Linked DNA regions of Anser cygnoides: all the other regions are linked to region 3. A link is a contact called in public Hi-C data. All regions are on one chromosome and are shown on one strand. The core of a region is the stretch at or near the end of the contact, and the rest is flanking DNA. Distances in the headings are between cores, read along the strand shown.

Region 1 (3,485 bases), core at 157-2,656, 490 kb after region 3:
TTCACATTTCCAGCTAACCACTCTATTAAGTATAAGGTGCTAAAATAGTTGGTTGGAAGTTTACCAACATCAAATCAACTTGGCCATGTCATTTAGATGTCATTTATCTATGGTGTAGATGTCAACCATGTCATTTAGATGACAATTTTTACTTTTTATGAACGAGGCTGGGCTAAATTTCAGAAGTTACTTGATGGATACCTAAAATAATCAGTTCAAGTATAAATGTAAATAAAACTGTGTAAAGGCCGTTACTGTCAATCTACTTTCTCTTATTATTTTTCCCTGTGAAATCATTAGGTAGGAAAACACAGTCAGTGAGAAACTCTTCTAACACTCCGCATAGGATTTCAAGGCTCTAATAACACAGCTACTTTCAGTAGTAGAGGAAAAGACTATTATGTTGATAATTACGTGTACCTAACAAGCAATGTTTAACGATGAAGCGTGTTTCGTGCCTCAGGAAGAAAGCCAAGTTGTGTGCCCCAGACCCGAGGAGCGGAGCTGAGGACACAGAACTGCTCTGCCCCTGTGGCTCTCCGGAGCCAGTCCTCAGCAGGCTGCAGGTTTAACAACCCCATTTTTAACATCAGCGCGAAGCTTTCCCGTTACAGACACCCTTATAACTTAAAAAAAGCGTCCGGACACCGATCGGTTAACGCGCTAGGTGAAACTTCAGTGCTCTCATCGCCCTTTATGAACACGCTCGTCTGAAGAGATGAGGGTGGACGGGGCGAGTGTAGGAGCTTCGCTTCACCGATGGGGCCGAGCTGGGCGGCTGAGAGCAAAGCAAAGGGGGCAGAAGGGCCTCAGCCGCCAGCCGAGCCCCGTTCCCTGCCCTTCCTTTCCCTCCTCTCCTCACGGAGCCGCCAACAACGCCGCTCCCCGCACCCCGGCGCACTTTTTGAAGTCTCTCGCCCAAGTTCGCGAAGGCGGCGGCGGCGGCAGCGCCCTCAGCCCCGCCTCGGGCACCCGCTGAGGCTGACCCGGTCCCTCAGCCGGGCTGAGAGGAGCCGGGACAGCCCCGCCGGGGTCCTCCCCGCTCCCCGCAGCCCCTCGGGCCGCCGCCTCCCTCCCCGCCGCCGCTCCTCACCCGAGAGCCCCCTCTTCTTCTTCCTGCCCCGGTCGCTCTCGTAGAAGCCCAGCGTCTCCGTCCGCTGCTGCGGGGCCGCCTGCGGCTCGCTGCTCCCCCACAGAGTCTTGGGCTCCCCGCGGCAGCCCTCCTGCTGCTGGGGCTGCGGCTGCTGCGGCGGCGGCTGCTGCTGCTCCGGGGCGCCGCCGCGCCGCCCTTCCCCGCCGCTCCCCGGCGCGGCGGCGTCGGCAACGCCGGCCATGTTCGCCGCCCGCTCCGCGCTGGCCGCCCCCGAGCCCCGCGCCGCGCCGCGCCCCTGCCGCTGACTCATCACCGTGCGACGGCGGCGCCGCGCGGCCCGGCCCGGCCGCCGCTACAGAGCCGAGCGCGGGGCGGGGACGGGGGCGAAGCCGGCGCGGCGCCATCTTGTGCGGCCCCGCCGCCGTTAACCGCTTGCGCGCCGGCAGCCCGGCGATGCCTCCGCTGCGAGCCTCCCCCTCCTCTCCGAGCCTCCCCCCGCCCAGCTGGGGCCCTCGGGGCGTATTCGGGTTCTGTTTATATCGTGGGGTGGGAATAAAGATGGTTGTGTGAGGGAAGAGGTCTTGCGTGTCTTCTTGTTGGTGCAAAGGGCGCGCGTGGAAAGGTCGCGCGGGCTCAGGGGCAGTAGTGCAAAGCAGCTTTAAGGTTATTAATCTACGCCGCACTGCACAAATAAGGCCGTGATTGGAAAAGGAAAGTGAGAGGTGAATTATTAACTGTAAAGCCAACGGGACTTCAATGTGCTTGTTGGACCTGACCTCGCACTTCAGGTCAGCGGCCTGCTGTCCGTGTTTGTGCGGCACTTTGTGCAGGAGGCCTCCGGAAGGAGACGCCGTCTGTGAGCCAGCCTGTGTGAAGGATGGTGCTGCTGCGGTCGTCTGGTGTGCCCAGGGCTCACGGCAGCCCACCGGGTCCTGGACCACCTGTGCCATGCTCCGTGGGACCACAAACACCAACACACCCAACCGGCCCCCAAACCAGCCCTCAAGGCGGCATAAACTCTTGCAATTTGGGAAGTGCCGAGGCTGAAAATGCCATTGGTTAGTTGCAGTGGTCATAGCGGGGTTATTAATGAATAATAATTGTTCCTGTTTCAAAGCGCTTAGAATGTATAGAGGAGTAAACATGAATATAAGAAGTAGGTTGCTCAAGGTAAAGGCAGAATACTTGTTTGAAGAAGGAATTCACATGGGCACAAGGACAAAATACCTGGCCTGAATTTCAAGTACAAGATCTCCTTCACATTCACTTCTCGTGTTCTTATCATGCGTTCAGAGGCCAGATTCGTTCAGCTTAATATTTAGCCACTTATCCTGGGAAAACAAGGAGTGCTTTATTCTTTCTTTGGAAGACCACAGTGTGCGTAGTTTTCTTCTAAAACTCTACCTCTAAGTTAATTGAACAAAGAGTTGTCTCAAAGAGCATTTCAGGCCTTGGATGGTCTGAAAGTGCCCATTTCCACTGCCATTAATGCTTCTAGATGCCTAAAATCATGTAGGATTAATGAAGGTCCTGATGTTTTCAGGCCATGGAGAGCTTTTTAAAATGTATAATAACATCAAACAGAGAACTAACAATGATAGTTACAATACATCAACAGTTTTGTCTTCTCCCTTCTTTTCTCTGTGGGTGTAAAAAGCAATTGAAAAATAGGATGTGGAGCAGAAGTCCCTAAAAAATATTTGAAAAATTCCTCTTAGCAGGAAAGCTGCTGCAGTCCATGCAAAGTTACATGACACCCTGAGAGACTGCTTCTCTCCTCCCAGCTGTGTGCAATAGCTATGTCTATCTGTAAGATGCATTGCACGATCTTTAAGGACAACAAATTGTCACAACCTCGTTATCAATCTTATCCAAATGAAGGCATTTGCAGCATCAAGCATCCTCTAACAACCAGCTGTGTCTTCCTTCGGGCCCACTGAGAAGCTATCAAATGAATTGCCTTGCACTGGTTGTGACAGCACATACATTTTTTTTTGCATCTTGGGTTAACCCAAGATAACCTCGATTAGTTTACAAAATATTCCAGTTTTTCATTCAAAGTAGTTCAGCTGAAGGCACAATAATAGTACGACTGCAGAAATTTTAAGCCAAGAATTCACTTGTATTTTTGACACCTCAAAAGCATATGAGCAGATATTCTCAAATTACTACCCACAGAGTCCCTGCATATGTTTTTCCTGAGCCTTACATTCCTTTTGTAACCTGTCACAATTTTGAAGTGCTCTTTTACATGTGCAGAGATGTGTGTGTTTCAACTATTACATGTGGTATTTTAGCAAGTTGGCCACTTCAAGAAGGTAAATGCAACTGTAGCAAAATCCGGCCCCAAGGTATTTGAGTCTTTGAACTGACAAATGCAGAGGGGAAAAGT
Region 2 (3,309 bases), core at 229-2,728, 500 kb before region 3:
AAGACTATGCTGCCTATTATCCCCATTGCTTATTTAAAAATCCCCAGATCCTCTGTACCAGTCACCAAAGGTATCGCTACACCATAACTGAACACATTTGCTCACTAATACCTTATTTGACCCAGCTCAGTGACCAAACTCAGGCTCCCTTGAAGAAACTTTCCGATGATTCTTATGACTACTTTCTGACAAGTAAAACTAAAGGGATGCTAATGAAATAATCAAACATGAGGTAAGTGTTTGACATCAGTTTGACATGACAGCGGTTCTGCAAAAGCTCTTCTCATAACAGATTTGCATCCAGTTTCTTATTTTGTGAATTTCACTTTGCACTCTGCAGAGCTTGATCTGTCAAACCCTATTAACTTCCTCAGCTCAAAACTTGATGACAGTAGTAATTTTACTAATTTCTGACTGAAAAGAGACAGGAAAGTTAATCTTTAACTAGAATGTTATACCCCAAGTCAAAACTAAGCTTTCCATCCTTGGCTCAACTTGGATCAGACAAAATAACATTTGAAGCCTAACTCTGGCTAGTGCTGATGGTGAACCGTTAACGGAAATACCACCAGCTTTAAAAAACAACGACAGAACCTTCTTCAGGAGTCTCTTTAAAGAAAGGGGACAGTTTACAGCTGACCTAGCGCCTCAGCCACCCGCCACGCAGCACCGGTGTGTCCGAAGGGAGCACGGCGAGTGGCACCACTTACTTGAGCACCTGCTGCCTGATGTTATTCCTCAGCTGGTTCTTGTTGAGGTGGGGGCTCCAGGTGTGCGTGGCCAGATGGTTGGAAACAAAGTTGTCCACGCGCTGCCTCAGATTCTGATAGGCGGGCTGAGGAGGGAAAGCGGCCGAAAACGAGGGAGACAAAGCTGAGAGGTGGCACACGCCTACCCCCAGAGCACGGTGTGCTGAGGAGAACATCGTCAGAGGGGGCAGCCCGGCGGCGGGGCAGCGCCCCTCGCTCCCCCTGACCGCCCCGAATGCCGGCGATCCCCTCAGCCGCGTCCCCGCCGCCCTCCCCGCCCCGTTACCTTGGTGTCCACGTCGGCCAGGCAGTCGCGGCGGAACTGGTCGAAGAGCCCCTGGCTCTTGAGGTGGCTGACGATCATGGAGACCAGCTCGGGCTCCGCCGCGCCGCCCCCCGCCGCCGCCCCGGCCCCCGGCAGCGGCGGCGGCTGCTGAGGGGGCGGCGGCGGCGGGGGCGGCGGCGGCGGCGGGGGCTGCGGCTGCGGGTTGCTGGCCATGGCGGCGGCTGCCGGCGCTGCCGGCCGGGCCGCGGGACCGGGCTCGCTCCCGAGCGGCAGCCGCGGCGGCTCTGACCCCGGAAGCGAAAGGGAACGGAGGGAGGAAGCGAGAGGCGGCCGCAGGGGAAGGGAAGGGAAGCGGCGGCGGCGCCATGCGACCGCCGCCGGGCCCTCGGAGGGGGCGGGGCCACGGGCGGACAGCGGCGGGGCGGGGAGGGGGAACGGCGGCACTCAGTCGCCGCTGCCCCCCCCCCCCCCCCCCCCCCCCCCCCCCTTCCCGGGCGGGCGCGGCGCGCGCCGCCCCCCCCCCCCCCGCCCCGGCCCTGCCGCCCGCCCCGCGCCGCGCTGCGCGCTCCCGGCCGCGCCCCGCCCCGCCCCGCCCCTTCCTGCGCCGGCCGCCATCATGGCGGGGGCGGCCGTTGGGGAGGGGGCGGGGCCGAGGGAGCCGTGTGAGGACGTCGTGCTGTGCCCTGGGGGTTTAAATGCGCGGTTTTAGCGGCTTTCTGTGAGGGAACGGTAGATATGGAGAAACGGGGAGGGTAATGTCCTCGTATCTGGCATGGGAACGGGGGGGACAGTGCCGGGTGTGCTTCGGTTCTTCGCTGTTCCTGCTATAAGAGGCTGATCTGTCCTCCCCACGATACATAAGAAAATTACAAAAATACATAAAAGTACACCAGAGACCGGCTTGCAGCCTAAAAAAGGAGATTTGGTAGTACTAATATTTCAGTTACACAAGGTTTGTGGTGTGAGGAGTGGAGGTCTTGTGCAGCTACGGCCATTAGAAATTGCAATCTCTAGTAATCATTATATATCTGACTATAAAGGCAAGAGCCTCGGGGTTGTTATTGCACACTTGAAAATGGCAGAAGTATAAAACTTGCCCCTAGTTTTCCTGCTGAGAAATAAGTACTTCTAGATGGTTTGCAACTCCACAGAACGAACTACATCTGGCATATTTAAGAGTATTGTGAGTTGTTGATCTGTGGGTGCATATGTAATTAAAATCTGGCCTTTCTTTCTAGTTTCATACTTTCTACATAGACCTCATGAAGGATTAAACCATCAAAATGTAGGAGGATCGCAAAGTCTGCAGCTTGGAGCCTGGTACAGCCCCTACCCACATATGCCAACGTGAGGTCTGCTGGCTCTGTTACATCTTTTCTCAATAAAGAAAAGTTTTACAAATGGTGACTAAAGGCCATGTAGCTGTAAGCCAGAAAGTGCAGAACTCAGGGGTATCATTTCTGTAAATGCATTACTGATTTTAGAAATTGTGTGTGACCATGAGAGTAGATGAAAAATTCAGACATCACTGGGAAGTTAGCAACATCTTCATTTTTTTTTTTGTTGGGAAAAAGCACTGCAACTTCAATTTAGTTATTTATTTTTCAAGGATAATGCAGAAAAATTAAAAAAAAACAAACAAACCTTTCAACAGCACAAGTAAGATTCTTGCTTCCTAGAACAGCATACCATTCACATACATCACAGGCAGCCTGGAGTACCTGTGGCCTTTGTCTCCAGCTATGTCAAGGAATGTGCTGTGAAGAATACTAGAGAGCAGGAATCCATTAATAAAATTTGGGAATTTAAGGGCTATCAGGGATCAGTTATGCCCAGTGGTCTGAAACTATTGCAACAAGCAGTCCGTACTCAAATTGACTCAACAGCTGAATGTGAAAGATTGTTCTGTGCTATGAGTTAAGTACCATCCCAGGTTGCACGCAACTTACTGGCTGTTGCGGGCTTTTCAGATATCTTATTTACCCAGCTCGGTAATCCAGCAATCTGGAACTTTAATCCTAAATACTATCTGCAAATGGCTTTGTTGTTGTTGTATGGGTCCAATTGTATGTTGTCATATGAGCAGATGCTGTAAAAGAAACTGGAAGCTTCTGGAAAATAAAACAATCATTTGAATTAAACTGAAGTTAGCCTTCGTTTGTCTCTTACTTTTAATAATGCTTTTTGGTCTTACCTTAACTGAAAAATGGTTATATAAAGTCTTGTATGCTAACAAAAAGATACATTATTTGTTGTCTGCGCTATAATATAGCT
Region 3 (3,441 bases), core at 524-3,023:
TCCAAACTCCTGGGTAAGATACAGCCTCAAAATTTTTCCTCAAAATCAGCAGAGAGAGATCAGGTTTCTCTCTCTAAAGGTACCTGCATTAGAGTAAGATGAATCATGCTTTGGTAGCACCTGTCTTTTGTTTGCAGATGAGCCAACTAATTCAGAGTGGATGCTTACTTTATACATGGTTAAGAAGTGATGAGATTCCCCCCATGAAACTTGTTTTAATAAACGTGCATGATCGGAGTAGATAGCTACCATGGTAGACATAGGGTGTCATAGAAGGTATGAGTGTTCTTGTCCACCAGCAGAGGTTTAGGTTGGAAATGAGGAGACATTTCTTCTCAGAAAGAGCAGTCAGGCATTGGAATGGGTTGCCCAGGGAGGTGGTGGTGTCACCGTCCCTGGGGGTGTTCAAGGAGAGGTTGGATCTGGTGCTTAGGGACAAGGTCTAGTGGGTGACATTGGTGGTAGGGGGAAGGTTGGACCAGGTGATCTTGAAGGTCTCTTCCAGCCTTAATGATTCTATGAGTTAAAAGCTCATGGACACCTCAATAACTATTCTGAATGAAGATATTCTAGAATTTGGGCTCAATTTAAAGGTGAGGGGACAAAAACAATAGATAAACGAGTTCCTATGCACTTTCTAGCAATAGGCAGCTGGCTGCGGGAGAGAACAGCACAGCACTACTTCCACCCTGGTCAGATGCCAGCAAACGCCCCAGGTAGAGGACAGCTTCTGTTCAGGCTTGCACATAACCGAACATCAGGCGCATGACACAGAGGCAGAGGGAAGCTGGATCCTACCAGTTCTACAGCTCCCCAGAGCCATGTTTGTGAGGACCGGGCCATGAAGCAACTCGCTATTCAGAGCACAACCAGTACTCGGCCAGCAACATTTCCTTAGCATGCCATCATCGGCAGGGCCTCGGTCTGCACCCTACGTTTAGTTACATGGAAGACAGCTGCAGAGTTAGACTGGATGCCAACGTAATGAATAATGGTGGAGCATTAAGGGGAAATACAGCGAAGGAAAATATTTATCAGCTAGTCTTCTGCGCTGCGATTGTCTGTGTGTGGTAACCCTGCAAGGTGGCATGGATACCCAAATATACACCCCCACACAGACCCACGTTCACGTCAGAGATGAGCACACACACAGTATTTAATCTGCATTTTATTCACATAGAACAAGCCCACACCAATTTAAAAAATAAGGGATGTTTCCAATGGCCAAGGGTCCACTGGCCCAACGGAAAGCAGCCACGCAGTTTCTGACGGCGGCCACTAACAGATTCCTGGAGAAGAGCCCAAAAGGCCCAGCCACGACACGTCCCCAACGTTTATTTGTATCCCCTGTCCCCTCCTTTGGGCTCCCCCCGCCGCCATAACGGCCGGTCCTCGCCAGCCCCTCGGCTCGTGCCGCCGCGCCCCGCCCCCTCCCCACGCCTGCGTCAATGCAAATGAGGCTGGCAGGCGGCGGAACGAACCACCACACAACCCCCCTTTGTATCCCCCCTCTATAATAATGGTAGCGCCCACCCCGCCCGCCGGCGCCTCGCGTCGTTGGGCGGCGCGAGCCCCCCCCCCGGCCCGCGGGATTGGGCGGGGCTGCCGGCTTCATGCATTATTCATGAGGGAGGCGTGGCCACCAGCCGGCTCATTACCGAGGTCGGGCGGGCGGGGCGGGGCGCGCTGTGACGTAACTATGACGAATGTTCCGGCGTTCTTAAGGGGGTTGCGGCCGGCCGGCAGCCGGTATTGGGGGCGGGGGAGGCGGCGGCGGAGGGGGGAGCGGAGCGGGGCCCCGCTTCGGCAAGGAGGCGGCGGGACGGCCGGCCTCCTGTCCGCCCCGCGCGGTGCTCGGAGCCCGGCGGTCGGTGCCCGGCCCCGGAACTGTTGTGTAGCGGGAGGAGGAGGAGGAAGAAGAAGGGGAAGGGGGGGGTGGCCTGCCCCGGGGGAAGCGACCTGCCAAGGGCTCTCGGGGATGATCCAGCGGGCGGGCGCGGCTGGGAGGGGAAGGGCTGCCCTGACGGGGGTCAACAAATGAAAAGCAGGAGGGGGGGGAGGAAAAAAAAACGATAAAATAGGGTTATTTATTGTAGAAACGGTCAATTTTTTAAAAAACAGTACAGCGGAGGTTAGGGCAAGGGTTTTATTGTAGGGAGCGGGTATTTTTAGGCTTACGTAGTGGTCTACAGTAGTGCTCGCCACCCCCCCCCCCGGCCCCCCCCAGGTGAATTAATTAATTATCTTTGTCTCCAGCCGGGCGGGGTGTCCTCGCCCCGCGGTGCCGGGGCAGCCCCCGTCGGCCCATGGGGGACCGCAGCCTGCCGCCGGCAGCGGCCCCCAGCCGCAGCCCCAGCCCGCCGTGGGGTGTAGGAGGCGCTGGCTACGCGGGGTCCTTCCCCTCCCCGGCAGCCGCCTCTCGTTCCTCCTCCTCTTCTTCCTCCTCCTCCTGCCCCTTCTCACCCACCGCAACCGGTTCCTCCAGCGGCGGCGTGTCCGGTGTGCCGCCGCCCTCGCCGTTCCCGTCGGCGGCCGCCGCTGCGCATCCCCGCGCCATGCAGGATGAGCTGCTCCTGGGGGTGACACAGCAGCAGCGGCAGCAGCAGCCGGGCGGCGAGAGGCTGGGCAGCGGCCCCGCATCAGGACACCCCCCTCCCGGCCACCCCTCCTCTGACTTTAAACCCAGTCTCAGCCCCCACCAGGATTTAAACAAGCAGCAACCGCAGCAGCAGCCGCCGCCTCCTCAGCTGAGCCAGAAGAGGAAAGAGTTTAAGCAGCAGCCGCCGCCGCCGCCGCTCAGCAGCCCAGCCCAGCTCGGCAGCAGCCACCCCCTGAATAACCACCACCCCCCAGACTATCATCACCACCCCCCGCAGCAGCAGCAGCAGTTCAGCCACCCCACTGACAAGTACCAGCAGCAGGAGCACAGGCAACAGCAGCAGCAGCAGCTCCAGCTCCTCGGCGGTCACCCCCCGGAGCCGCCGCCGCCGCCGCCCGGGGACTACCCGCGCCACCGGCCCCTCAGCCCCGCCGAGCACCGGGCGGGCTCCGAGCGGCTCGCCCCTTCCTGCCCGCCGGCACCGGTGGCCGCCGACCCCAATGTGGGGGTGGCCGCCGCCTCCTCCTGCCTGAATCCGCCGCCGCCGCCGTCTCCTCCTCGCCTGCAGGCGAAAGCCAAGCCGCCCCCCATGGAGTCCCCCCCGAACAGCCACTTGCTGGGCAGCCCCGGGAACCTCCTGCCCGGCGGGCTGGGCTCTGGCTTCAGCAGCCTGCAGAGCCCGGAGATCCCCAGCCCCCATCACCAGAGCGGGGGCGGCTCCTCCTCGGCGGCTTCCCCTCCTCCTCCGCCGCTGCCCGGCTTCGGCACCCCCTGGTCGGTGCAGACCTCGTCGCCGCCTCCGCAGCAGACGCAGCAGCCTCCGGCGTCCAGCGGCGGCGGCG

The links. Hi-C and Micro-C count contacts between places; a contact is called where the count stands out from the background.
Region 1: a Hi-C map of liver shows a contact between it and region 3, with 10 times the contacts expected there. The contact joins the promoter of TAPT1 here to the promoter of CPEB2 in region 3. A contact is called at or near these places in 2 of 7 Hi-C or Micro-C datasets (both in liver).
Region 2: a Hi-C map of liver shows a contact between it and region 3, with 2.3 times the contacts expected there. The contact joins the promoter of BOD1L1 here to the promoter of CPEB2 in region 3. A contact is called at or near these places in 2 of 7 Hi-C or Micro-C datasets (both in liver).

What each region holds. Positions count from the first base shown.
Region 1 is chr4:16,072,174-16,075,658 of Taihu_goose_T2T_genome, forward strand. TAPT1 (transmembrane anterior posterior transformation 1) reads right to left here and starts at 1,407. Exons shown (of 15, transcript XM_048046954.2): 1 at 1,094-1,407. The coding sequence starts at 1,403. It overlaps LOC136790644 (a long non-coding RNA gene), which reads left to right and starts at 3,484. Exons shown (of 3, transcript XR_010830970.1): 1 at 3,484-3,485.
Region 2 is chr4:15,078,386-15,081,694 of Taihu_goose_T2T_genome, forward strand. It overlaps BOD1L1 (biorientation of chromosomes in cell division 1 like 1), which reads right to left and starts at 1,479. Exons shown (of 25, transcript XM_066995658.1): 1 at 1,036-1,479; 2 at 711-835. The coding sequence starts at 1,248. It overlaps LOC106033666 (a long non-coding RNA gene), which reads left to right and starts at 1,593. Exons shown (of 2, transcript XR_001205470.3): 1 at 1,593-1,764; 2 at 2,274-2,678.
Region 3 is chr4:15,581,712-15,585,152 of Taihu_goose_T2T_genome, forward strand. It overlaps CPEB2 (cytoplasmic polyadenylation element binding protein 2), which reads left to right and starts at 1,774. Exons shown (of 10, transcript XM_048046023.2): 1 at 1,774-3,441. The coding sequence starts at 2,307.